2 separate regions of the Canis lupus genome follow, and region 1 is linked to region 2. The links are chromatin contacts, called in public Hi-C maps. All regions are on one chromosome and are shown on one strand. The core of a region is the stretch at or near the end of the contact, and the rest is flanking DNA. Distances in the headings are between cores, read along the strand shown. Region 1 holds the start of FAHD2A (fumarylacetoacetate hydrolase domain-containing protein 2A). Region 2 overlaps STARD7 (stAR-related lipid transfer protein 7, mitochondrial).

The links. A called contact is a pair of places that touch in the nucleus more often than the background predicts.
Region 1: a contact with region 2 is called in a Hi-C map of blood, with 2.5 times the contacts expected there. The contact joins the promoter of FAHD2A here to the enhancer-like site in region 2. A contact is called at or near these places in 2 of 9 Hi-C or Micro-C datasets (amygdala and blood).

Annotation. Positions count from the first base shown.
Region 1 is chr17:34,878,794-34,884,057 of UU_Cfam_GSD_1.0, reverse strand. FAHD2A (fumarylacetoacetate hydrolase domain-containing protein 2A) reads left to right here and starts at 1,694. Exons shown (of 8, transcript XM_038561396.1): 1 at 1,694-1,854; 2 at 4,470-4,738. The coding sequence starts at 4,497.
Region 2 is chr17:34,729,995-34,735,195 of UU_Cfam_GSD_1.0, reverse strand. It overlaps STARD7 (stAR-related lipid transfer protein 7, mitochondrial), which reads right to left. Exons shown (of 9, transcript XM_038561379.1): 8 at 4,619-4,768. Among named protein-coding and RNA genes, the nearest start is that of STARD7, 22 kb to the right of the region's middle. Within about 2 kb of position 3,570, at least 2 of the 20 cell types and tissues checked have an H3K27ac peak or open chromatin away from gene starts, as enhancers often do. A contact at or near this core is called in blood, where this site is marked.

The DNA of each region.
Region 1 (5,264 bases), core at 445-2,944, 150 kb before region 2:
ATTTTCTGAAATAGATTATGTAGAATTGGTGTGCATTCTTTAAACATTTGGTAGAATTCTCCAATGAAACAGTCTGGGACCGGATGTTTCTTTTTTAGGAGTTTTAAGTTGCAAATTCAATTTGCTTAATAGATACAGTGCTATCCAAATTATCTCTTTCATTTTGGGTGAATTGTGATGGGCTGTATTTCAAGGAACTGATCCATTTCGTTGAGGTTGTCAAATTTATGTATGTAGATTTGTTCATAGTATCCTCTTACTATCTTTTAGATGATGGTCTTTAATGACATCACCTGTGTCTTTCTTGTCCAGAAGCAGAAGTCCTTTCCTTGGCATTTGGAAGGTGTGGTCCTAAACCTTTGCCTAAGTTATGTATTCCCCTGTCGCCCTGTCTCCCTGATCCTTACATGATGGGTCCCCTGACTGGGGTTTATGCCAGGCTCTCTCTACCACAGTCTTCCTGATCAGATTTACCCTCATTTCTATCCATATGCAGACCTCTTCCTTCAAGCTAGACTAGAACCCTAAGTTCCTAGACCTGTGTCTCCAACTGCCTACCCTGCAGTGCTCCCTTGAATGTGTTACAGGCACATTAAATACAGCCCATCCAAAACTGAGTTCACCATCCTCTCCCCAGATCTGCTGCCCCTCTAGAACCCTAGTCTCCACGAATGGCAGTACCATTTCCTGGCCAGAGACCTAGGAATTGGCCTTGGACCTCCTCCCCCTTTCACACCTACTTCTTGTCATCATCATTGAGGGCTGTCAGTTGTACATTGTAAACATCTCTGGATTCTTACCATCTTTGCCACACACCAAGCCACCCACCTGCACCATTGCTGTCACCTGCATCACTCTTATCCGGACACTTTGCCTTAGAAGAGTGGCCAGAGCAAAAGTTCTCAAATGCACATCCAACCATGGCACACCCCGTGAGGTCTCCTGTGTACTTAGATAAGGCTCAGACTCCCTTTCTTGGGACAAGTAAAGCCCTGGATGATCTGGCCCATGGTTAAGTCTTGGGCATCTTGCCCAGATCCCTTTGTAAGTCTCCCTATGCCAGAGCCCCACAACCGTACTGGATTGTAACTGCCTGTTTAATTAAACAACACGTGCACTAGAATGCCTGTTCTTTGATTCTGGAGGTTATGCTTCCCACTCTCCTGCCCTAGGCCCAACACAGTGTATGTGAAGATAAGGCTGCTTGAAAATGGGAGTAAAGGTTGCACTTGGGGTCAAAATCGCTGGTTCCACTACTCACACTCCTCGTGCCACCTGGAGCAAAGCACTTCCGCCTCGGGTTTCCCATATGCAGAATGGGTGCAATCATTCTTCCTCTTTTCAGTGATATAATCAGAAAACAGATATTCGTCGCTGTGAACCAGGACGCCGTAATTTGGTCTCCTCCACCACCTTTTCCCAACAATCTAAATGGTGCGTGGCCCGAAGCAGGACCCAACGCAGGTGGCCGCAGATTTTCAGGAAGCACTCGCTGTCAGATCGCTGCAGGTGCAGGGAGCCTCAAGTGTCCGGGAATTTTGCCTCAGGCAAAGGCTGGCCCCACCTGCCCCAGCTCCGCCCAGACGCCTGAGGAAACCCCAGAGAGACCGGCCGCCCTCAGGCGCGAGGCCCGCCCCCTCCCTGACTTGGCTTCCGGGGCAGAGCGAGGCGCCCTGCTATTGGCTGTTGCTCTCTGGCGTCACCAGGGAGCGCCCGCCCGTGCGAAAGTGTCTGAGCAGCCGCTGGGCGCAGTCGCCGTGCAGGTGTGCAGGCGCCTGCTGACCTTTGCCCCCAACCCCGTGAGCCCAAACCCGACAGCTCGGGGCGCTTGGCAAGACCGGCCGCCGCGGCCAGGTAGGTTGCGGGTGTGGGCCGGGCCGGGTCTCAGCCTCCCTCCCCGTCTGCCGCTGCGGTGGGCACGGGCCCCGGATCCTGGGCCGCTGCAGATAGATTACAGGGACGGGGTGGGCCCTCGTGAGGTCCCGCTGAGCGCCGGGGACTGAGCTGGGGGACTGGGGCAGGGGGCCGAGCAAACGTGGTGGAACGTGCCGCCCCATGTCTCAGACTGCGAGGCTTGTGTGTTTCTGCCTGGAATCTCTGCCTCTTTGCCTAAGGACCCTTTTCTAAGAGTTGAATTGGGCTCGTGCTCTGTTGCACGGTGGTAATTACCGCAAAAGCACCAGAGCCACTTTCTAATTAGTACTTTGGCAGATGATTTCTTTAAGCTTCATTCCTGCTTCTGTAAAATGGGACGTTGTACCAGAGGGGATTGCTATCGGGCAGAATGAGAACCTGACCGTACCTGTCATGTGGGAAGGGCATAGTCCGCGGGGCCTGGGGTAATCTTGGAGAGCAGGTGACCAGCCTTATCCCTGAAGCAGCAGCCAGCCTGTGACCACATTTTCCCCCGCTGACAGCAGACAAGGTGTCCATGGGCCTCTAGATGTGTTGGAGGTCCAACCCCCACCACCTCTTGAATACTTTAGCCCAAGCCAAGAATTTCAGTGTCACCTGCACTTGGATTCAAGTCCCGGGTCTTTTCTCTCCTAGGGAACTTGGACAAATCCCTTCATCTTTCTAAGCCTGTTTTTTTCATCTGAAGTGGGGCTAACAGTACCTACCTTCCACAATTGTCAAGAGAATCTAATCAGGCATTGTAGGTAAAGCACTTAAAATAAGACCTGGCATTCATTGAGAGCAGTAACTATTTCATCAGTGTGTGGAGCGTCTGCATGCATTTTGGTTTTAACAGATTTTTTTGACAGCATGGTTGTATAAGACAGGAGGGTGGAAATTTCAAAGCTCCTGGTTTTCTGGTTGAACTCCTTGGCCACTGCAGTGGTCAGATCAGTGACTTGGGTCTAATGAGTCTTTAACTGAACATGGCAAGTTGAACCATCAGGTGAGGACCAGGAATCTGGGACTACCTCCACGTGCCTGAGCATAAAGGGCTACTTTTTAAAGCAAGACCATGCAGGGCAGGGACTGTTTGGAATGAAGGACAAACTTAAAAACAAGAGGGACGCTTGGGTGGCTCAGTGGTTGAGTATCTGCCTTTGGCTCCTGGGATCAAGTCCTGTATCGGGCTCCCTGCAGGGAGCCTGCTTCTCCCTCTGCCTATGTCTCTGCCTCTCTGTGTGTCTCTCATGAATAAATAAATAAAATCTTAAAAAAAAACAAACAAACAAGAGAATGGGGTTTGTCTTTGAGTAAAGCCTATAACTCAAAACAGGACCTGAGCCCTGTTGATACCTTCTAAGTGATTTGAGAAGGGAAGACACAGCCATGTTGACAATCACCAAGCTTTCCTAAGTAGTGAAAAGTCAATGCAGACTTCTCACATTTGCTCATTCAGCAGAGTGTAGTGTAAGGCCTTCTGTGTGCCAGGTACAGTGCTGGGCACCGTGGACTCAGCAGTGAAAGAGACAGATGTAGTCCCAGAACCCAGAGAGGAGACAGCCCAGTGATGCCTATCAGGCTTATAGGTCCTGCTCTTTGCCTACAGCCTCTTCCCTCAGGTAGCCTGAACTTCAGCAGGAGAAACTAAATAATTACTGTCTGGAGAGGTTGGTGTGGGCTGCTTCTAGAAGGCTAGGATAGCCTGGTAGGGGTTTGGACTTGGTAATGTGAGCAGTAGAAAGCATTTTCAGTAGAGGGGTTATAGGATCAAACTGGCATTTTTATGCCAGTGGGGGTGCCTGGGTGGCTCAGTTGGTTAAGTGTCTGCCTTTGGCTCAGGTCATGATCTCAAGGTCCTGGGATCAGCCCTGCATCGGGGTCCCTGCTCAGCAGAGATTGTACTTCTTCCTCTCCCTCTGCTCCTCCCCCTGCCCGCGCACACATGCATTCTCTCTCTCTGAAATAAAATCTCAAATAGATAAATAATAGATAAATGCATGTACGCATGCCTATGAAAGCTGTGAAGCCAGTTTCACCAGTGGTCACTTGTCCATGCAGGGCCCTACTCTTAGCTAATTTCTAGTCCTGCGTATTTTAGCTCAGCACAACACAACTTCCTCGGAGAAACTAGACAAAGGCAGGATACTTTATCTTCACAGCAGCAGTCCCAGTTGTTGGGTCTTACTTATGACATCAGTTGTTCACATCAGTCTCTCCTGAAAGCAGGATGGCAGAGCCGAGGGTGTCTGATCTCTAGTTTGCCCAGTGCCTTGGTGGTGCCAGGTACAGTGTAAGCCTTCAGAAAGCACTGGTTGAAGGAATGCTGGAATCCCTGCCATCTAGATTAATGCCTGGCATGAAGTAGTCCTCTAGAAATGTTTCATTCCACACATTGAATTGAGCAAAAAATCACATTATAAAGTGTAACAGGGTGAAACAACTAATAAATGTGGACCACTTCCAGGAGTGTGCTGTGTCAGGCAGGGATGGCTGATGAGGCCAAAGGGCTTGGGCTGCAGCTCAGAGAACTATGGATCCTGCTGGTGGTTTCAGTGTCCTCTGTCCCCTAGGACCCACGTTTTTCTTCATAGGTTCTGATGCTGGTCTCCTGTAGAAAGTTGCTCACAACTCTGCTGCAGGCGCAGAAGTGGCCCTTTCAACCCTCCAGAAATATGAGACTGGTACAGTTCCAAGCACCCCACCTGTTGGGACCTCACCTGGGCTTGGAGTCAGGGAATGGCGGGGGGGTCATCAATCTCAACACCTTTGACCCCACACTGCCCAAGACGATGATGGAGTTCCTGGAGCAGGGAGAGGCTACTCTCTCAGTGGCAAGAAGGTAAATCAGCAGGCAGCATAGCCCTACAATGGCTGCCGTGCTACCCCTCCCCCTTCCCACCCCTATTCCTGCCCTGGGAAACAACCACTCTTTTGCAAGTGAGGAAGGTAACCCTACCTTTCCTTTCTCACCTATTCTCTTAGTGAAGAGCCTTAGAAATCTTGTATGACATCCTCAGGCCCAGGGATGGTGATTAACTATCTCAAGGCCAGACGTTCAGTGGTGGAGCCAGAACTCTCCTTTGTCACACTGCCTTCCCCAGGGGATTAAGTTCCTGTCTACCTGAGGAGTCTGGGACCTGGGCTCCCAGGAGGCATCTTGGGAAGCTTGAGGGAGTCTTTGAACGCTTGGCTCCTTAGAGGAGAGAGGACTGCAAAGAGATGTTCTTAAAGGTGGTTCTTGGGTTTGGGCTAGATTAGGTAGGGACTTCCCTCAAGCCAGGAGCTGTATGGAATCTGATAAACAATAAAATAAGAACCACTTTAGTTATTATTTTTACATATTAAACTGGTAAAAATACAAATGT
Region 2 (5,201 bases), core at 2,321-4,820:
TTTTCATTCTGAAAGCAATTCCCAGATTCCTGTTCTACCATGCTGAGACTGGTTGCTACCTCAAGATGTCCCCAAGCATACCACCCTATCCCTTTATATCAACCCATGTGTCATGGCAGTGGTATATATCCCGAAGTTTCTAGGGAAAAAACACTTATGTTTCTGATACTCATAGAAAAAGCACCACTAATTAGCAATTGGATGTGGAGCTAGCACGTAAGAAGGAGGCTTAAACCATATAAAATTTAACAAGAATGGATAAAAAGAAAACCTATGTTCCAGGGTTCCAAGTCAATCACCCTGGGAAGGAATCTAGCATGACAGTACTTATGAGAAACCTAAGTGTGAAGACATGCTGCTAGGAGTCTTTGGAGAGGTCAAAGCTAGATCTGCATCCTGGCTGTTACTTCCTGTATGGCCCTGAGCAAGAGAATTCCTTAATATCTGATACCATTTCCTTGCTTATAAAACAAGGATAGCTACACTCACAGTGCTGTGATAGGATGAAATGAGGTCCTGCATGAAAGCATGAAGCATGGTGTCCAGCACAAGTGCTCAGTAATGGTGGCTATTATTAGCTGATCCCAAGCCCAACGTAAGCCAGCAGAGTGACAAGACTGGTGACAAATTATTAACACCTCAGTTTGTTTTCAAAGTGTACAGATTGAGATTGTAGCCTGTTTTAAAAATCTGATTGCATTAACATTCAATACTTACACCCTCACCAATTCTGATATAATCATTCTGGGGTGAGACCATGGCATGGGAGTTTTCAAAGCTCCCAGGTAGTCAAGTTTAAGAACCACTGCACTGCACCATACTACCAGAAGCACCCAAGAAGCTACAAACAGGCAGGCTACTGTTGACTTAGCTACTTAGCTACCAACACAATACAGGATACTGAATTGGATCCTGGATTGGGGGGGTGGGGGAGGGCAGTGTGCTGTTAAGTCATTTGGGGGACACCTGGGGAAATTTTAATATGGACTGAATTACTAAATATTAAAGGATGCCTGGGTGGTGTAGTCCATTAAGCATCTGACTCTTGGTATCAGCTCAGGTAGTGATCTCAGGGTTGTGAGATCGAGCCCTACATTGGGCTCCATACTCAGTGTGATCTGCTTAAAACGCTCTCCCTCTGCCCCTCCTGCTTGTACTCTCAAATAAATATAAATCATTTTTAAAAATTAGATATGCTATTTATGTGCTACTTAGTATGGTTACAAAGAAATCTTTATTATATCATAAAAAAGCATTAACATACACCTGTTCAGAGGGGAAATATCCTGATGTTTGCAACTTATTTTCAAAAGGTCATGAAAAGTACTCAGGCTACCATAACAAAATACCACAGACTGGATCACTTAAACATAACTTTATTTTTTACAGTTTTGGAGGCTGAAAGTCCAAGATCAAGATGCTGCCCAATTCTGTTCCTGGTGAAACACTGTCCCTGGCTTGCAATAGCTACCTGTTTCCTCACAATAGTAGAGGGAGAACAAGCAAACTTCTGGCATTTCTTCTAAGGGGACTAATCCCATCAGTGAGGGCTTCACTCTCACACCCTCATCTAAATCTAATCCCCTCCCAGAGGCCCCATCTCTAAAACTCACATTGGGCTTTAGGACTTCAGCATATGAATTTTAAGGAGACACAGTTCAGTCCACAGCAAAGTCTATTTATAAAGACAAAGCATACACTATAGCAAGTTTAACAACCAGCAAAGGTAGGGAAAGGGTATACAAGGTTTTATTATTACTTTCAATTTTTCGATATATATGAAATTTTTCAAAATAAAGAGTTGGAAGGACTTTTGAAGCTGCTGGTGACATGAAGCCTGGGAAAAGGTTAGGGTCACACGAGCACGGTCTTCAAAAATGTGAAGTATTATCCCATGAAAACATTTTCCTCGTGTCGCTCCAAAGACAGGGCTTGACCCACTTGACTCATGGGTAGATGCTGAGGTGACACATTTGGTTTCAATGTACAAAACTTCCTGAAAGAACTGTCCAACAATGGAAATGTTGCTCAGTAAGAACAGGTGCTTCTCAGTGGAAGTGTTAATACAGCGCCTAGAGAACCACACCAGGGATGTCACATGTAGGGGGCCTCTGCAACAGAGCAGAGGCCAGAACCACCAAGTTCCCAAATTTAAGATTATACAGATGCATGGGCACCCATAAACACACATCTAACAAGTAGTCTACAAGTAGAGATGGCTTTCCAGTGATCATCTTATAGAACAATCTAGAGAAAAGTGTTTTAACAGTTCAGGTGTACATTTGTATTCACCTACTGTTTCCCACAGGCAGAATCACACATAAACTCAAAACTTAGGTGATGCTCTAAAGTGTCTCTAACATATCAATTGCCTTGCAACAAACTGACACTCTAGCAAAACTGCCTTACCACCAAGCTAAGTGGGGTTTTAGCTCACCACCCTCCCTCTCCAGCCAGGGCCCTGGTCTGCCTCCTACACTAGACCTGGCATGCTCAAATCTTCTCCTTCTTTCCTTGCTCCAAGTTTCAGTGTCAGCAAAGCTCAAACACGGTTTCCTCAAGTTGATCCTTCTTTAAAAGCAAAGGATATGGGTTAGTAGATCAAGACAAGGAAGTAGAAATAGATGGTTTGCTTTCAGTTGCCAAACTGGTCACCTAGAAAGGGTTCATGGTCAAGGCAAGGTGGTTAGTTGTGTGTCAGCCCCTACCAAGGAAGACCACACCCTGCTACTTTCATGTGCCAGCCCTATGTAGAAATACTCTTCAACTTTCCGATCAGGAAGAAACAAGCAGCTCAATATACAAGATTTCCCACCATATGTCCAAAGACAAACACTCTTTTGTACCAATCTTTATATATTTATTCACACATTTGATAAAAATGTCACAGTTAGAAGTGAAATCATTACAATGACATAATAATTGTACAGACCGACTCCAAGTACAGAGTCGAGTTGCAAAAATCAGAACATGAGCAATACACAGCTCCTTAACGCCTGTGCATTCATACACTCTTGCCCACACCCATCCATACCCCAACAATCACAGGTATGTTCAGACATAACCCAGGAACTTTTCCCTGGCTTCTGTCAAGTCCTGGGGATGAGAAGAGAGAAATGATCAATGAAAAGCTGGGACTACTCAGCATATGTCTCTGTTCTGCCAATCACTGAGAGAAGGCAAGACACGAAACATGGGGGCAGTTATATCCTTGGCACAAAACTTAACAGGCAACAAAAATGTTGAGGGGTTTGAGTTAGTCTGAAGTTTAGATCCCCCTTTCAACACAAAAGGGTAGCAAGTGGGGAAAAAAGGGAAGAATCCATCCATTTACATTCTAGGGAAAAAAAGAGGTGGGAGTTATTTAAAACTTGATCCCTATTCTCCTGTCAGATTGCAGCAAAACCAAAGCAAAATCAGCCAGGCCAAACTGATACCATCTGATTGTGACTTTATCCCAACAGCATAGTTTGCTTTCATTTTAACTCTGAAAAGAGGAAGAAAAACTTTGCAGAGGAACAAGAGGTCACATAAACCACATCCCCATTATATTAGTATTTAGGGCAAGATTACATCTATCTGTTCACACGACTTGTCTACTGCTCTGAGAGCTCCAAGGGAGTGGCCCAACCCCCATTCCTCTGCCTTTAGCCTTCCAAGATGGACAAGTCTTCAGCATCCAGTCAAATCTGAAGTGTGAAAAATAATGCCTGAATCAAAACTGTGTTTTCTATACAGTGGGACTATGGAGAAATCCTATTCCACTTCCAATTCCTACTTTTTGACACAAAGGTTAAAAAAAAAAACCCTAAAGTGTGATGTTTTAAGTATCGCCACTAACTCTATCAAAACATTGATGACACCGAAAGCTACCACCTAAAAGGACTCATTTCCCAGTGTTCTTGGTGGATAAGCTAAGGAAGGAGGCGAGGCGATGATCCAAATATAGTGCATGAATACAGAACTGGCCAATGCAAAGGAAACTGCTTTGGGTAGGACGAGTCAATGGGGTGGTATTTGGGAGACACAGAGAAATTTCTTGGTACAAACTTGATGTCCCTAAAGACAGAAGCAGGGTGAGGACAAGGCACTTACACTGCCAAGCAACAGTTCACATCCATTCAACACTAGGACAGTTACCAAGAGCATTCCCAATGACCCCTCACTGGAGACTCAACCGGCCAACTGCACTTTCCAGTTGGACCTTCAGAACTGAAGGAAATCCCAAGTGCTGCAGAACCAATGGTGGGAACTGGAATGTTGGCAGAGGAAACTACTCAGAGGAAGCAAAAAGAAGTTGTCTTCTTCTGGCCTGAGGTGAGAGGCTTGTTCCAGATTAGCTCAGTGAAATACTGAATCGCAAAATGCTTGGCCTGAGAATATGACAACGCCCCCATGGATGCCTCCTTCTTCTGTTTTGATAAAGAGCAACAAGGGCTCTGAATGAAATTGGACACCAGTTACTGAGTTATCTTGCACTGGTGGTTACAGCAGACACCTTCTAATATGTGTTCCCATTCTGTAGCAGAAAAGGGACCAAGACAGGGCTAGAAGTAGCCTGTCCCTTCTTATCCCAAAGCCCTTCAAGCATACTCGATCCGGGCAGGGCCACAACTACCCTCATTTTTCCGCTCAGAAGACGGGGTGGTAGCCTTGGCTTCACTACTCGTTTCCAGAGGCTTGGACGAGATGTAGTCCTTTACTTTGATCTCCATGTTCTTGGCTTTCAAAGTGGCCATGTGCAGTTTCTCCAGGAAATCTGGCATGCCTGGTTGGAGAGAGGGAAATCTGGGTAGGCTAAAATATAAACCAAAAGTAGGCTCAAAATTAGAAGGCCCTATTTCTTTCATGGCAGGGAACCAATTCCTTCTTATAAAGATTACAACCTGATTGTCAACCTGTTGAGTGATAGTTGCCTCCCAAAATGTTTGGGGAGTGAAAAGAAGCCATGACCTCTGAGATCCTTTGTAAAGGGGTCCCAATCAAGCCACATAAATCCCAAAAGGCTTTTAGGTGATTAAAATCAGTTATCAGTAGCATAGCCTATTATTTGCCAATTTTACTTAAGTAAGTACCAAAGAGAAACACTTAATCTTCTCTCCATTCTCCTGAGGAATCAGAAGCTGTCTATAGAAAAGCAGAAGAAAATCATGTCAGGATGCTTTTTAAAGAAAGGAATTGGAAAGAAAAGATGGCAGTTA